Regions from separate parts of the Mus musculus genome. Here regions 2 and 3 are each linked to region 1. A link is a contact called in public Hi-C and HiChIP or PLAC-seq data. All regions are on one chromosome and are shown on one strand. The core of a region is the stretch at or near the end of the contact, and the rest is flanking DNA. Distances in the headings are between cores, read along the strand shown.

What was found. A called contact is a pair of places that touch in the nucleus more often than the background predicts. HiChIP or PLAC-seq counts read pairs in DNA pulled down with a chosen protein or histone mark.
Region 2: a contact with region 1 is called in a Hi-C map of pre-pro-B cells, with 1.8 times the contacts expected there. The contact joins two enhancer-like sites. A contact is called at or near these places in 1 of 15 datasets of contacts at CTCF or cohesin (CD8 T cells), 22 of 484 Hi-C or Micro-C datasets (B cells, bone marrow, bone marrow-derived DN2 thymocytes and 14 more), 5 of 115 datasets of contacts at active chromatin or transcription factors (bone marrow-derived macrophages, embryonic stem cells and memory CD8 T cells) and 3 of 9 other capture datasets (adipose tissue, liver and pancreatic islet).
Region 3: a contact with region 1 is called in an H3K27ac HiChIP or PLAC-seq map of regulatory T cell precursor, with 3 times the contacts expected there. The contact joins two enhancer-like sites. A contact is called at or near these places in 1 of 15 datasets of contacts at CTCF or cohesin (thymocytes), 16 of 484 Hi-C or Micro-C datasets (CD4 T cells, CD8 T cells, DN3 thymocytes and 10 more) and 8 of 115 datasets of contacts at active chromatin or transcription factors (DN3 thymocytes, bone marrow-derived macrophages, double positive thymocytes and 5 more).

Annotation. Positions count from the first base shown.
Region 1 is chr2:71,030,131-71,033,817 of GRCm38.p6, forward strand. The region is part of intron 1 of Mettl8 (methyltransferase like 8); the gene reads right to left. Among named protein-coding and RNA genes, the nearest start is that of Mettl8, 24 kb to the right of the region's middle. Within about 2 kb of position 2,146, at least 71 of the 459 cell types and tissues checked have an H3K27ac peak or open chromatin away from gene starts, as enhancers often do. A contact at or near this core is called in B cells, CD8 T cells, DN3 thymocytes and 9 more, where this site is marked.
Region 2 is chr2:70,963,075-70,966,505 of GRCm38.p6, forward strand. It overlaps Mettl8 (methyltransferase like 8), which reads right to left. Exons shown (of 10, transcript NM_145524.3): 9 at 3,374-3,431; 10 at 1,487-2,605. The coding sequence ends at 2,442. Among named protein-coding and RNA genes, the nearest start is that of Gm39843, 42 kb to the left of the region's middle. Within about 2 kb of position 1,592, at least 96 of the 459 cell types and tissues checked have an H3K27ac peak or open chromatin away from gene starts, as enhancers often do. A contact at or near this core is called in B cells, CD8 T cells, bone marrow and 4 more, where this site is marked.
Region 3 is chr2:70,929,056-70,932,918 of GRCm38.p6, forward strand. All of the region lies in intron 1 of Gm39843 (a long non-coding RNA gene), which reads left to right. Among named protein-coding and RNA genes, the nearest start is that of Gm39843, 7.9 kb to the left of the region's middle. Within about 2 kb of position 2,021, at least 38 of the 459 cell types and tissues checked have an H3K27ac peak or open chromatin away from gene starts, as enhancers often do. A contact at or near this core is called in CD8 T cells, DN3 thymocytes, double positive thymocytes and 3 more, where this site is marked.

The DNA.
Region 1 (3,687 bases), core at 896-3,395:
CATGGACACTGCTCAACTACATCCATGGCGGCTCCATTTGTAATAGTCAGAAGCTGAAAAGAGCTTAGATGTCTCTCGGCTGAAGAGTGGATAAAGAAAATGTACATCTACACAACTGAGTATTACTCGGTTGTCTTTAAAAAAGATCATTAAAAATGACCTCATGAAATTTGCAGGCAAATGAATGGAACAAGAAAAAAAAATCATCCTTAGTGAGGTAACCCAGACCCAGAAAGACAAACATGGTAGGGTACTCACTTATAAGTGGATATTAGCTGTAAGCTAATGGATAATTGTGTTACACTCCTCAGACCCAGAAAGGCTAAGTAACAAGGAGGGCTCAAAGGAGGTTGAATGGATCTCCCTGGGAAGGAGAAACAGAATAGAGATAGGAAGTGGCCTGGTGCCCTAGGGCAGGTGGGATCAGGTGTGCACAGGTGTGGGGATAAAGGGAGGGAGCACTGGGAGAGATGACTGGAATTGGGAGACAAATCAGGAGAGAGATAGAAACCTAGGGCAATGGAAACTCCCTGGAACTTACAAAGACTCCTAGCAAAGGGAGATTCGAAACCTGAGCCAGCTATCTCCTGTAACCAGGTAAGGCTTCCAGTGGAGGGACTGGGACACCAATCCAGACACAAAACCTTTGACCTACAATCTGTACTGTTTGCAAGATGTGCTGGGATAAATAAAGGTGGTGCAGAACTTGTGGGAGTGGCCAACCAATGACTGATCTAACTTGAGACCCACACCAGGAGAGAGCCCACACTTGACGTGACACTGCCTGGAGTGGGAGGAGCCAGAGGCTAGACAGCCCAGAGACCTAGGGTAGAACCAAGCACAACTGGCAAATAAAAAATAAAAAATTAATAAACAAAAACAGAAAAAAAAGAGAGACAGAGACAGGGACAGAGAGGGGAGGGAGGGAAGGAAGGAAGGAAGGAGTCAATGAAATGATTCTTAATGATACTCTGCTATACTTGTTAGATTGCATAATCAAGAGAGGCTCCATCCAGCTGATAGGAGAAGACGCAGAGACCCACAGCCAAACATTAGTTGGAGCTCAGGAATCCTGCAGAAGAGGAGGAGGAAGGATTGTAGGAGCCAGAGGTGTCAAGGACACAAGAAAACAGTCCACAGAATCCACTAATCAAGACTCACAGGCCTGACTCATATACACTAAAGCAACAATCAGAAAGCCTGTAAGGTCTGACTTAGGTCCTCTGCATATGTAGCTTGGTGTTCTTGTGGGACTCCTAAGAGCGGGAGTGGGAGCTGTCTCTGACTCTTTTTGCCTGCTTCTGAGAGCCTTTTCCTCCTATTGGGTTGCCTTGTCCAGCTTTAATATGAGGGGAGGTACCGAGTCTTACTGCAGCTTCTTATGCCTTCTTCTGTTGATATCCCTGGGAAGCCTGCTCTTTCCTGAAGGGAAATGGAAGAGGAGTAGATCTGGGGAGGAGGGGAGGTGGCAGGGGAGCTGGGAGGAGAGGATGGGGGAGAAACTGTGGTCAGGATGTAATTAATATATGAGAGGAGAATTGTTTTTTGTTTTTTTTTTTTTAAGAATGTGCTCATGAGGTTTCAAATGGGTCAGGAACTAGAATGGCAAGAGAACACTCATGTTTCATACAGATGGACTTGGCCTTAGCAGAGCATGATATAAATTCAAGCTGAAAGGCAATTATGAGTACAGAAAACTAAGAAGGCGATGAGAAGCTATGTCCCCTGGATCCCGTAGATGGATTGTCACTGGAACCAGTCCTGCCTCTGTCTCCTCACCCCATTGAGCCAACACATTCCCACAGTTATTTAAATCAGCTTCATCTTTCTGTTATCTCTCACTCCCATTTGATACAAAGTCTCACTATGAAACTCAGGCTGGTCAGAAGACCCTGCACTCTGTCTCAATCTCTGAAAGCTGGGGATGTAGTTCAGTGGTGGGGCATTTATCCAGCACGTTCAAGGTCAAATTCGTTCCCCAGCACTGAAAATAAGTAAACAAGCGATAAAGGAACACGTGAAAGAGGCGCACGTGGTTGATAGACTTGATGTGGTGGCAGCCCAGGTTTAACAGAAATAAGGGGCCGAAACAGACAGGAGGAACTGTTTAGTAACTGAGCCTTCTAAATTGGCTACCCTGTGTCTCCTAGTAACAAAAGCAGTAACACTAACAGTGAGAGGGACATGCTGTTTTGAGTGAGAGATTCTTAACCATAGCTAAGACCACAAAGCCACAAACACCTATGAAAAGGAAACACTTGGGCAGGGAGAAAAGCTCAAAGCTGGGCTCCCATTCACCACCTTACTTCCCTCTTCTGCAAGGCAGCCGGCGGTAAAGTTTCCCCACTGGCACGCCTTCTCAAGTAGGTTTTGTCAAACAAGGGTTCCATGATGATGTCGCTGGGTTTTTATTATGATAATAATCTGAAAGCCAAATCAACACGAGCACACGTGTAACCGCTGCTTGGTTTCAGCGCCTGTGTTTGCATTTATGATCTTGTCGGCAACAAGCAGCACAGATGTAATATGTAAATGATGCATCTGAGAACACAGTGCACTGTAAAAAGATTCCGCAGTACTCTGAACAGAGAAAGGCGGTGAGGGAATTGAGCAGACACACAGCACACAACAGCACAGATGGGCCAGGGTCAAAAGAACCTGTGTGGTGATGGCCATGGCCTTGTTTATAATGAGAGCTGCAATTTAGCTTCCCTGGAAAAACAGCAGTCACAGTATAATGCTGTTAGTTTGAGTTTTATTGGTTTTGTCGTAGTGTTTGTACTTATTCCAGTTTTATGGCTGAATAGGCGCTCTGTGCACAAAGAGCACATACCTAGATTTGTGTTCACAGACAACATAGTAAACACATTTTACGTCAACCCAGGAAGCTGAGAATGTTTTGGTTTTTTGGTTTTTGGTCTTTTTTTTCTTGTAACAGTCCCTTACTTCTCAGCATTGAGGAATAAATATGGTGTCAGGAGATTCTGTTCCAGAAGGTTCTACTCTTAGTTCTCCTTAGCAGTCAACTACTCCAAGTTGGGCAGGAGCACGGGAGGACTCTTGGGAAGTGGTGCTTGATGTGGTGAAGAGTGTGGGTTGAGCTGCATCTGGGGTCTGTCACTGTCACTCCACAACTTCCGGCATGATACTTTGATCATTTTGATTTTCTTTAATAAATGTGGCCAATATGGTGTTTTCAAAATACAGGAGGCTTCCAGGAGGGATAGGCATAGTGCTGGGTTCGTGGCAGGCGTCTGATGCTAGCCAAATGTCACCATGGCTAGCGTCAGTTTGGCTCTCCTTAGAATGTCCACAGGGCTCTGTGGCTATCGAACCAAGCTCTTCACCAGGAAGCTTCTTAGCTTAAAGAGCTCTATGGAGTCCCAACTTCCCAAGCCAGCAACACACTGGGCTGGGAAAGAATGCTAAAGCTGATGACAGGATCAGCCCCACTACTTACTGTACTGAAGCCTAGAGGTTCACGTGTAAAATGGAGTTCGTTCTTTTTAAAACAATTTTGTTTAGAGTGCACACACTCATGAGAGAGAGAATATGAATGTATATATACATATATATGTATATATATGTGTGTGTGTGTGTGTGTATGTATAAATACACACACACACATAGAGAGAGCTCAGAAGGAAACTTGAGGAAGTTCTCTCTTACCGTGTGGGTTCCAGAAAC
Region 2 (3,431 bases), core at 342-2,841, 68 kb before region 1:
GCTACCCTGGCTATGAGTCAGATCTGAAGGCCAGGGTTGCAGGATCTCTGCTCTGTGCTGAGGCTAGTCTGCACCATGAATCAGGTCTAAAGGCCAGGGTTGCAGGATCTCTGCTCTGTGCTGAGGCTAGCCGGGGCTGTGAGTTAGATTGTTTCAAACAAGCAAACAAATAAGGAGGGAAAAACTTTTGGATCTCTATTTTCCCAGACCACTGCTTTCAGAGGACTATGCATTTCTTCCCACTGATTTATTTCCTCATCTGTTCTTTCTGAGATCAGGGCTTACAGAGACCACACCTTGAGAGGGCTGCTTCTTCAGGTCTCTATTTAAACCTTCAGAACCCCAAAGACTGAACCTGGGGGGAGTCCCCTTGATCTCTCTGTCCATCTTTTCAATGTGTCCACACTGAATAAGTCTCCTTTTCTATTTTCTACTTTAGTCTGGCTCTTTTAATTGGCTTACTGAAGATGGGTAACCAGACCTGACTTGGGGCACAAGTTGTGAACCCAAACTTCGATAACATATAATGAAAGCATTCAGTAAACACTATATAATGGGGGACTTGTTTTAGGGACTCTGTTTTTTTACAATGGGCAATTAGCAAGCCAACATATTTTCTTTCTGAAGCAAGGGAAACAAATACATTTCGAGTGGTTAAGGAGGATTTTATTGAATAAATGCTTTAGTTTAGCAGTGATAAAATACCCTGACAGTGAGGCTGGCAAGATGGCTCAGGGGTTAAGACTGGCTGCTCTTCCAGAAGAAGACACCCAGTCCCCACATGACAGCTCTGTTGTATAGTGGTTTCCTTCCAGATTGAAACAGTCTAGCTCTCAAAGTTAAGACAAAAAGTAAATAACTCAGAATAGCTGCAGGAAGTCCCTAAAATTGACTAAATTCACTAGGCCCCTCCTTCCCCAGAATAAATAGTAAACACCACTTCCAGACAAGTCAAGATGCCAAGAAGCAGAGACCAGCCGAGCTACTGGAAGAGGCTTAGAACTGAGGCACCTGGAAAGGGCACTCTCCAATCAGCCTGCAGGCTGTGCAGTGGGCTCCTGGTTCCCAGTTTTTGTGAGCTGTCACCCATGCTGGGGTTGACTTTGGTGATGCAGCTGTCTTTGAGTCATTTCTACTCCTGTAAGCAACCCCTCATCCATATTCCTGTAAATGACCCTAATAAAACTCACTGGTTCACTAAATTGAACTTTAGTGGTATCCATCCTTTGTTCTGTCATGGACTCCCTACTGTGGGCGAGTAGACAAGTGTATATTGCCTCTTCTCAGGAAAAGTCTGTCATACAACAGGCTCACAAACACCTATAACTCAGGTAGGGATCCGATGCTCTCTGCAGGCAGAGATACCAATGGCCTCTGCAGGTACTAGGCATGTACGTGGTGCCCAGACATGCATTCAGGCAAACCCCATGCACATAAAAACAAAACAAAACAAAACAAAACAAAACAAAACTCCAACAAAAGCAACTTTTGGAAGAAAAGGTTTATTTTAGCTCACAACTCCAAGCTACAGTCCACCCAGTTACAGCAGGAAGTCAAGGAGGCAGGAGCTTGAAGCAGCTGGTTACACCCATGGTCAGGAGAAGAGCGAGCATGAATACTGGTGTGCCAGTGCTCAGCTCCCTTTTCCCACACTTACTTGGTTCAGGGTCCAACCTCCAGGGAATGGTACTGCCCACAGTAGACAAGTCTTCCCACATCAATTAATACAATCAAGACAATCTCACAGACAACTGACAATCTGAGACTCTTCCTGGGTGGTTCTAGAGTGTGTCAAGTTGACAATTAAAACTGGCCACCACAGCACAGACAGTGTCTCAAAGATGATCTGCATATCTAAGAATAGCCCGGAAGTGATGTTAACAAGGGTCACACTTCCCCATTTTTTGGAAAGAGAAACTAAGGTTGTATTTCAGACACTTGTGTGTGGTGGTGGTGGTGGTGGTGGTTGGTGAGTTTTGAGAGAAAATAGATAAGAACAGAACAAAACACAGTAACCCTTCATCCTGAGTTCCCCCAAGAACAAGGCACACTATGCCGCTGCTACTGGCTGACAGCAGAGGGCAGTTTGACTGCTTTACCATACTCAACAATAAAGTAGATCATTTTTCCACTTCTAAAACATGGACGGGTTACATTTCTCAAAACTATACGCTTCTTAATTCAAAGTCATACAATTCAAGGGAACATGGTTAGATGAAACAAAACCAAACATACATTTCAAGTTCTGGAAACCCAGAGGGTGGGAGACTCTTTCAAGTCACATCCTTGTTCTTAAAATGTCCTGAGAGCACTGACAGCAGACCAGCAGAGCTGCGGATGCTCTTCTGCTCATCTCTGGAAGAGAAGTCTTTGAACAGTATCAGGCCCTGGGTTCATACTTTAACATGACACATAGTTCGGTCCTGAGAATGCAGTGAATGCTAATTTCCACTCTGTGGAGTCCAGGGCGATGGTTTCTGGAATTTTCCTTGAATCCACACTCGGTGCATCTGCACTTGCTTTTTCCTGTTCACTTGCAAGCGATGATCAACCAGATTTTGCTTTTCGTGTAATCCAGCCTCGCAGAACATACGGCGGATTTCCCCTTTGAGACAAGAGTGGCAGTCAACGATATAGCATGTGGTGGGGGGGAGAGGGGTGAGACCCAATGGAACACCATGGAGGACTGCTCATCCGATTCTCTTATACCAAGAAGCAGAGAGCTGGGTGAAGGAAACCCACAACACCAGGTGGGGCCTCTTCATTCCCACATACACTGCGAGTACAGACAGGCTGACGGACGGACGGGTCAGCCTGATCAGGGTAAGTTACTGTGAGCCGAGCTGTGGCTACAGCTTTCCATACTTTGACATGTGCCTCCTTTCTGAGCCTTTGCTTAAAATCATCCAAGATCACATATTATAAAAGGCTCTATTAACTTTGGAGAAATCCCTGAACGCACGGTTCACCTGGTGCTGTCAAAAGTATTTACTAAAGACAAGAAATTGACTACTGAGATCGAATTTTCTATAGACCTTTAAAAATAAAATTCTTTCCTCTGGCTGTGGCATCTTATCAGTTTCTTTCATATTCAGGCTAACACTAACTCCCAAATTACACCCTGTACCTTCGCTCCAGGGTAAGAGCGAAACAACCGACTCTTTAAAGGCAGTTTTAACTGGAAAAATATTGAAGGGCAAAAGGCCATTGCATGCTTCTGTGTGGCACTATTGTGAGTACCGGGGCATGAAGACTTGTGTTAATCAGCACTGTGGCCTCGTGCTCACAGCTCCTGAGTGTGTCCCTGTGAGCAGACGCTTGAGGAGGGTTTTCACAGCTCACCGCCTACCCTAGGCGAGACTGATCAGCATACCTTTTGTAAAGAAATAAGCTCTGGTACCATCTCCTCGGACATAAAAATTTTCAGATAA
Region 3 (3,863 bases), core at 771-3,270, 100 kb before region 1:
TAAATAGAAGGGTAAAAATACCTTCTCTGATATTTTTTTCCTTAGTGGGCCCCAAACTTGGAGTGGTAGCCCACATTTCATGGCTGGGTTCAAGCCCACAATTCAAACTGGAGCGAAGAGTCTATACAAAAAACCAGCTAGTAAAGGGAGACCTGAGATTTGAACTTCTGATGATTGGCCGAGACAACTTCCTATCTGTGCTGTTTTGTGTCTTTGTAATGAAAAGCAACCAGACAAATAACCTGATGGGGGCAATGCAAGGGAGGAAGAAGTCCTTCTGGCTCACAGGTTTGGAGGAGTGTTGGTTTATCACGGGAAGAAGGCAATGGAGGCAGGCATACAGAAGGAGCTCTCTGGAGGCAAAAGCATGCAGCAGAGACTCCTCGAAAGGCATCAGAGCAGGAGGTTGACCACAGACCAGAAGCACCTATAACCTTCAGAGGCCTGTCCCTTGTGACCTACTTTAGCCAGTCCTCCCCCCTCCAAAGACCCCATCGCCTTTGAAATAGTGCCTGCCACAAACCAGGGGACTAAGCATTCAAAACTTGAGTCCAGGGTCACAATTCAGACCCAGAGTTTAACAGCAGCATTTAACCAACATCATCTTCTAAGTCCTTCCCACGGAAAGGAGAAAGTACACAAGGATGGCTTTTCATCACCTCCAGTCCTGGGTCAGAGAGAGACTCTATGTGTAACCATGTCTCCCTCCTGAATCCCATCTGTGCAAAACAAGCCAAGTTTCAACGTAAAGACTAGCTGCTAGCCCGACAGACTTCTGAGCAGAATGGAAACCGCACAAGGAAGCATAATCAGGCCTCAACGTGCTGTGACTAAACTAAACATCTTGAGTCCCGTGTGCCTTGCCACAGGGAAATCAGGCTTCTTGGTTAAAACGAAAGCCGCAGGGGTTTGCCAGTTCCCGCAGCCCTTAGAATCTGCACTGTTGGTCCCGACCGGCTGGTCGCAACCTCTTTTACATGTTTCTTCTCAACTAGAATGCTACCACCTCTGTGAAGCTTGCTGCTGCATTCCAGGGGCAGCTCTCCACCCCACACCCAACCTTGCTCCCACCCCACAGTCACCCCCCGTGATAGGTCTGCCACCCCTGGCGCCGATCCTTCATGCCTTTGATTCCCTGTGTGTATAGCGCTGTTCTTTGGGCTGTTTCACCCGATCGATTGCCTGAAGATCAAACATTGTACCTTTATTCTTTTTTTTTTCTTTTCCATTTTTTATTAGGTATTTAGCTCATTTACATTTCCAATGCTATACCAAAAGTCCCCCATACCCACCCACCCCGACTCCCCTACCCACCCACTCCCCCTTTTTGGCCCTGGCGTTCCCCTGTACTGGGGCATATAAAGTTTGCGTGTCCAATGGGCCTCTCTTTCCAGTGATGGCCGACTAGGCCATCTTTTGATACATATGAAGCTAGAGTCAAGAGCTCCAGGGTACTGGTTAGTTCATAATGTTGTTCCACCTATAGGGTTGCAGATCCCTTTAGCTCCTTGGGTACTTTCTCTAGCTCCTCCATTGGGAGCCCTTGTGATCCATCCATTAGCTGACTGTGAGCATCCACTTCTGTGTTTGCTAGGCCCCGGCATAGTCTCACAAGAGACAGCTACATCTGGGTCCACCTTTATTCTTAATAATGGACAAATACCTTGAGATGACATCAGCACGGATGTCTGCAGTGATCAACGGTGGCATAGAATGGGTGCTCAACAGATGTTTCCCACTGACTTGCTTCTCTCAGTCAGTAAACACAGCCCAAAGCCCCTGGTTCCTACGCAGCTTTTCCTAGGGTAAGCAAATGAGCGCACACTCCACCTCTGCCTCTGCCTCAGAGGCAGGTAGGTATTTTGTCCTCTAGTGGCTTAAGTCTCCTGGGACACTTTCTTATTTTTATTTATATCCTCTAAAATGCCTGTGACACTGGTCATGTGTTTGGGTAGAGTAAATAACCTGGTTTATCAAATGAGATTGATAGATTGAAATTTCACCTCTGGGGCAGCCGCAGGAAGCAGGTGTTCCGCCATCTGTTTCCTCTTGAGGAGACTGAGGTTGCCAAGAGGTTGTCTACTGAGCGATGCAGCGGTCTCCAGGAGGACTTTATGCTAACCGCTTGCCAAGTGCAAAGCTTCCGTCTTTGCTTGCTTTTTCTTTTCTTCTTCTTCTTCTTTCTTCTTCTTCTTCTTCTTCTTCTTCTTCTTCTTCTTCTTCTTCTTCTTCTTCTTCTTCTTCTTCTTCTTCTTCTTCTCCTTCTTCTCCTTCTCCTCCTCCTCCTCTTCCTCCTCCTCCTCCTTCTTCTTCTCCTCCTCCTCCTTCTTCTTCTCCTCCTCCTCCTCCTCCTCCTTCTTCTTCTTCTTTTTTTTTTGGGGGGGGGGAATGGTGTCAGCAATCAGCATCAAGCCTAGAAGGATAAACCCCACAGGTGGGCAGCCCAGCGAAGTCCAACCTCTTGCTTTTCTGATCCTCAGCATAGCCTGCAAGGTCTTGTTTATCCCCCGCCTATCCAGAGCCAGCCTAGCATTGAATGCAGAGTAGCTGCTCAGAAAGTATTTCTTTGATAAATGAGGTTGCTCATAAGGAGTCAAAGACAAAGAAATGTCTCCAAACCCTGTAACTTTATGCTGTCCATGGTTTCAAAGCCACACAGTCTAGAGGACAGTTGAAGAAGAATTCACATATCTAGGTAAAATTCTACAACTGAAAGAGTGCTTTGTTCCATAGGTATTTACATTTTAATTATTTTATTATTTAGCATTAATTGAGCCCTTAATGGAAACAGTTGCTTTAAAGGCTATTGTCTCTAATCTCCTTCTCCTTCTTCTCCTTCTTCTCTTTGCTTGTAGTTGTTTTTTCAAGACAGAGTTTCTCTGCATCTTGAAAGTACTGTCCTGGAGCTCACCCTATAGATCAGGTTGATCTCGAAATCTGCTCGCCTTTGCCTCCTGAGTGATGGGTCTAAAGGTGTGCACCACCACTGCCTGACTCTGCTCCGCCCCTTGAGATATAGCATCATGTAGCCCAGGCTGGCCTTAAACTCCTAATCCTTCAGCCTCCAATCCTGAGGGGTTGTGGCTACAGGTGCCTCGCCTGGCATGACTAATCTTTCATAAAACAAGATTATTGCTGTGTGTTCATTGTACAAAGTAATAGGCTTCGTTATGACATTTTACACATACTTAGGATGTTTTTATTGCATTTATTCACATTCATTCATTACCCTTATTGCCTCTCCTTCCCGCTCCTGCTGGTACTTTTCTTCTCCTGCTTCTGCTTTCAGGTCTTGATTTTTTTTTTTAATCCAGATGAGAGAGAGAACATGTAGGTTCTGTTATCCCACATCTGGCTTGTTTCATTTAACAGGGTGATTTCCAGTTCCATTCCCTGCACATGATCTAGCTTTGTACTTCTTCATGGATAAGTATTTTATCATGTATAGATATCTATCTCACCTTCTCTATCCATTTTACCTGTCAATGGACACCTAGGCTGATTTTCTGATTTGGCTATTGTGAACAAAGTCATCTTAAAAACAGTGAGCAGAGCTGGGCGTGGTGGCGCACGCCTTTAATCCCAGCACTCTTGAGGCAGAGGCAGGCGGATTTCTGAGTTCGAAGCCAACCTGGTCTACAAAGTGAGTTCCAGGACATCCAGGGCTACACAGAGAAACCCTGTCTTGAAAAACCAAAAACAAACAAACAAACAGTGAGCAGACAGGTCTGTTGTTTGATGTGTCATGTTCTATGTTAACATCAAATCTTGAGATGTTACTATAACAATATTTTTATCGATCTTGTAGATGGATAAAAGCAAACTCAAATGGGCTAAGTGATTTTCCTAAAGCCATAGATTAT